Linked DNA regions of Zea mays: region 2 is linked to region 1. A link is a contact called in public Hi-C data. All regions are on one chromosome and are shown on one strand. The core of a region is the stretch at or near the end of the contact, and the rest is flanking DNA. Distances in the headings are between cores, read along the strand shown.

What was found. Hi-C and Micro-C count contacts between places; a contact is called where the count stands out from the background.
Region 2: a contact with region 1 is called in a Hi-C map of leaf, with 5 times the contacts expected there. The contact joins two enhancer-like sites. A contact is called at or near these places in 3 of 25 Hi-C or Micro-C datasets (ear, leaf and leaf mesophyll).

What each region holds. Positions count from the first base shown.
Region 1 is chr5:173,843,576-173,846,275 of Zm-B73-REFERENCE-NAM-5.0, reverse strand. No RefSeq gene overlaps it. Among protein-coding and RNA genes, the nearest start is that of LOC100280896, 43 kb to the left of the region's middle. Within about 2 kb of position 1,330, at least 17 of the 20 cell types and tissues checked have an H3K27ac peak or open chromatin away from gene starts, as enhancers often do. A contact at or near this core is called in ear, leaf and leaf mesophyll, where this site is marked.
Region 2 is chr5:173,996,009-173,998,708 of Zm-B73-REFERENCE-NAM-5.0, reverse strand. No RefSeq gene overlaps it. Among protein-coding and RNA genes, the nearest start is that of LOC103627259, 29 kb to the right of the region's middle. Within about 2 kb of position 1,253, at least 16 of the 20 cell types and tissues checked have an H3K27ac peak or open chromatin away from gene starts, as enhancers often do. A contact at or near this core is called in ear, leaf and leaf mesophyll, where this site is marked.

The DNA.
Region 1 (2,700 bases), core at 81-2,580:
TGTTTTGCAAGAATTCCTCTCTTGCCACTTGGCCTTATTGTGCTAACGCTTAATCAAGTTTTTGTGGCTTTAAGTTTAAGTTTTCACAGGATCACCTATTCACCCCCCCTCTAGGTGCTCTCACTTGCGCGAGCCGTTGAAATTGTACTGAGTGGGGCGAGAGTCTTGCGAGACAGTGACAACCGCATTTGTGTCACGGTCACCAACGTGCACCAGAGGGAACGAGGCCCGCAGCGTTTTGCCCGGAAACTTGTTAGTGGAGACGGCGGGGAGCGTCCGAGAGGAGCCATAAGCGGAGCACCACTTACGCGTGGAGAAGGCCCGCGGCTCTCTACGGAGTTACTCGACCGAGATGCTTGGCTCTCGTGTGGGCTTCCCTTTGCGTAGGAGCACCAACGAGGATTAGTCGGGACCTTGCGTGGTTCCGGATACCTCGGTAAAAATACCGGCGTCATCCACGAGAGTTTGCATCTCTACCTTGCTCTTTAGCTTCCGCATTTATATTAAGCATTTAAGTTGTAATTTTGTCTTTATAATTAGATTGCTTTGTATTGAAACTTAGACATTACGGTAGAGATAACAACACTTAGACAAAACATAGTTTGCACATTCTAGTTTGATTATTTACATATGTTTTGCTTTATAAATTTAATTATGCCCTTGTTTAGAGAAAGTTTTAAAACTCTTAATTCACCCGCCCTTTTTAGGCGTCACCTGTTTCCTTTAGAGGACACAGAAAAAATTAACTCATATTTAGCACAACTCAGCTTCATTGTTGAAGCTATGTTTAAACCAGTTTTGTGAGTACAGCTTTATCAGTGAAGCTGAGCTATTTTAGAAATTTTGTTTAATAAAATAGCTTTAACGACAATTTCATGCATGACTAAGAGACAGTGGCGGAGTAAGCCCAAGACCGGAGCTTGGACACCGATTTAAATTTCTAGATTTCATCTAAGTCTCTATTCAATATAGATTAATAAATTTCAATACTATATTCTACTATCAAATGTCTCCTCATCGCTAACAATAAAAAAATCACAATACGTTGATACTCAATACTTACATTAAACCAAATGTTCAATCAACGATTATATACTATTATATACGTACTATAAAAAAACAATTAACAGTTGAGAAACCATAAATTGACAACAACTCACTTCGGTTGTGACTTGGGCGGTACGAAGTAGGGGCTGCGACAGAGGCGCGGCTGGGCAGCTGGCCCTGGCCGACGCGGGGCGTGTGGCTGACGTGGCAGTCCAGAACGGCTGAGCTCTACGGCGGAGCAGGCACGCAGTTGGTCAGAGCAGCGGCACTCGTTGCTTGCCCGCTTCCTGTTTCGTGCCTTCGCAAGCTGGAAACGATGGCTGCTGGGCCGAGGATTGGAGAGTTGGACCATACATACTGGGCCCTTGCAGGCTGAAGCCCAGGCACGTGTTCGGAGTATCCGAGCTGTGTCTCTGCAACTGCTAAGTTTATTCACAATGGTAGTTTCATTATGGTTTCATACATATTTAATAGTATAATATTAAAGGTAAATGAGTTTTGTGGAATAAAATTGATTTTATGAGGATGAAACTATGTCAACTAGTTTTCAAGGTCTTGGAAATCATGTGAAAGATCTATTAAAAGTGGTTTATTTCATCTTCATATATTTTACTGATTTGTATTGACTATTTAGTTGCATCATTCAATTAATATGTTAGTGTATGAAATAGTGTAGTGAAATAGCCACTGTGATTAGCCTAAGAGAGAACAAAGATATAAAAAACTACTTTTTTAGTTCCACCTTTGACCTTTCTTCATTCCGTGTACAGATTAGCTTCGTCAATCAGTTTAGAAAAAATGAAAAAAAAATATATGTTACAACAATTCTATCGGTGGAAAGGGTGGTGTTGACGCCTTTTCGGAGCACCAAATACTCAATAAGAACCGTGACGGTGCTCTCTGGTCAGGCGCGGACGGTCCGCGACCTGGCGCAGGGGCTAGGGTTCCCTACCTAATGGCCGGACCGTCCGCACCCTAGGGCCGGACGGTCCGCGCGTGCGCAAGGGCGGCGGAGGATCGCCGGCGGCGCCTAGATCTCGCTCCCGGGAGGGACCCCGTCGGAGAGAAGAGATCCTAGGAGTTGTATAGGCTCGGGTAGACCGACCTAAACTCCTCTAATCGACGTAGAGTCAAAGAGAAGCAGAGGATTTGAGGATTGGAAGACTAAACCTAAACTAGACTAGAACTACTCCTAGGATAAAATGTAAATTGTATTGATTGAAGGTTCGATTCGTTTATCAAATCGACCGTTTAGCTCTCTATTTATAGAGGAGGGGGCTGGACCCCTTACAAACAAATTTTTGAGTTTATCCCGAGATTCTCGCCAGCAAACATAGCAAGAAACTCGGAACACTAATCTGTTCTGCGCCTATGCGGACCGTCCGGCCCACAGACGCGGACTGTCCGGACCGTGGACCGTCTGGCCCCAGGGCCGGACCGTCCGGCCTTCTCATTTTGGTGCCCAACATATGCCCCCTGCGTTTTGGTGGAGCTGAGCAAACCAAAAGCATTTAACTCGATGTGATTACATCGGTTTTCTTAAGCATCTTGCCACATACTAGGATGGTACTGCTTGAGAAAACGTCCATTCAAAGCCTTAGGTAAATCCTTGCCTTGTAATGTTTGTAGTAAATAGGCATTACCAGACATTAC
Region 2 (2,700 bases), core at 4-2,503, 150 kb before region 1:
AAACTGATTTCTACGAAATTTCTATATGATTTCTAATGAAGCCCTGATCCTTAAAAAGACTGTCTAGGAATAAGATGTTCACATCTCGTCGTAGTTGGCTTATCCTGCTGAATCTTCTAAAAAAACCTAGCACAAAAGAATATATAAAATAGAAAACCTAATTGTGTTAGATTCTACACGAGTAGATCTATACACAGTGAAGGTATATAGTACAATATACTTTCGTACAAATTTTATTTTTACTGTAACTTTAGGTCTTTACTTTTCTGTGACTAATTTATAGACGCAATTTCTCTGATCTAATTATAGTAATTTTTATGATAGACTAATAAGTACATGCTTGAGCTGTAGTAAAAGGTTCATGCTCATTGGATCATATATAGTTGAGTTATAGATTTATCTTGGTTTATGTTTATTAAATAGTTTCTAAATGAAATTAAATCTATAACTCAGTCATATATGATCCAATGATCGAGCTCAGACTTTTGTTGGACTCTAAATGAGTACATAGATCTACATAGTGAATTTGGTATGCTCTATTACAAAGTTTTTTTGTTGTATCTTTATATCTATAGTTCTATGTAATTAATTCATACAAGGAACTTCTATGGTCCAATTATGTTGAATTTTTTATGGTATATTAAACATTGAATGTCTGGTATACAACAAAAGGTTCATGCTCACCATGACTGAGAAATATATAACTCATTCATATGAAATTTTTACTACAAATCATGGTGCAATGACTAGCATACCACAAAAAATTTCAATATAATTGGATGAGAGAAACTAGAGCTATAAATTTATTAAAAAAACTATAGATCTAAAGTTACAGAAAAAATACTTTGTCCTAAAATATATCATATGATATGTTTAGTATGTAGATCTACTCATGTAGAGTCTAACGCAACTAGATTTTATATTATATTTTTTTCTATGATTGCTATGGTTTTAAAAAGATTTAGCTAAAATAAATATAAAAAGAAGAAAAACCACAGTGTTAATCTGGCAAGGGTAAGTGTACGGTTGTGTGACAAGCTGGAGAAGTTATTTCTGGTTTTAGATCTGACAAAGAAAAAAACCAACTTAAAAACCGAAAAAAAACTGTCTTTTAGGATAGTCGAGAAGGTAAAGTAAACTTATTCCTAAACGTAAGGGTTAGCTGAAAAAAGATCGGCAACGGGGCCAATGATGCCCAACCCGACCCTTCTTCGTGGGACGGTTTTCAATTGGACGAAGAGGCCCGTGTTGCAGTGCGGCCCAAAAAGGCCACAGCAAGTGTTGCTTCCTTCGCTGGATCGCCTCGTGCAGGCCCAAGCAGGCCGTGCGTCGAGTTGAATACGTCCAATCATTTGGGACGTTTCCCATATTTTTGTTTCTCTTTGTGCACTGAACTGAACAAGTCACCGAACCGTATTTTTTTAATATTGGCTGGCGCAAATCAAGAAGGAGGCATCCAATAATGACCTACTAGTGTGTAGTGGGTTTTAATTCGCTGGTTTGCTTGGCCTTCTCTGTGGATTTGATTCGAGTGCTTGTTTTTTTCTCGGATATGTTGAAGTTTCGAATGAGCGGGGTAGCTTAAGCTTTTGTGTTAAACTGGTTAATGGTTGGCATGAGAGTTAGAGGTCTTGAGTTTGAATCTTGGCAGATTGTACAAATGACAAGAAAAATAAAATAAAATCTCACATTAAGTTTGCAAATTGGCAACTGATCTAGGGTTACTGCGGGCTCAGCTTGAAGACAAGTGAGCAGCAGCTGTTGACCAGCTTGAAGCCTGTGCCTGAATCCTCACACCAACGACATTGGAGGCCAGCCAAACAATGAGATCCACAAGTCTACTCCAACAAACACATGAATGAGCAGGCAGGCACCCTACTCGACCATTGCTGCAGGGGCGTCGTCTACCTCCCCAGGCATGCTAGGTATTGAAATCGTTGAGCTAGGCGTATCTAAATTAAGGCCCTATCAATAAGGATGATAATATCTAACACTCTTGTGTCATGCATGGTGGGTTGTGTGTAATCAATCTGGCGATGTCAGACAATGACTGATTGGTTCTGGTTGGCCTTAATTTGCTAATTTCAAAGGCACATATATATCATGTTCTAGTGACAGGGGGGGGGGGGGGGGGGGGGGGGGGGGGGGACGAAATCTTTTGTTTTTAACCTCTTCTTGCTCAGCGGTATTCAGCGTCGAATTCACTGCACATGCTGGTAGCCAGTCTGGTGTCAGTACACGAGCTCTGAGACGGAAAGGAAGGTAAATGATTTTGGTCCGTCTGCCGCGCTGCTCCTGCTGCTGCGAGATAGCACGGGAATCATGTTGCCCGCACGCTGGTGGCCTGTGGGACGAGCTAGGCGAGGCGTGTGTGATCGGACGTGAGAGCGCTTTCGCTTTAAGCAAAAATGATGATGATGGCACATGAAATACATTGGCATGGCAGTCCGTCGGCATCCTTTTCCATTCTTCGGCGTTCGATCGGCCACGTCCTGCTGATTTGCAACACACTCACGCAGGTGTGTTTTGGAAGTATACGAGCGACATAATGTCAGTTGGTATATATATAGAGACGTGCAAAACATTGTTTTAAATTATAAAATGTGATACGGTATATGATAGGAAACTAATGGTAGCTTTACAATGAAAACATCGTCGTTTTATCAGCTGCCATGACTCGTGGCAGCCAACCCTTTTTGA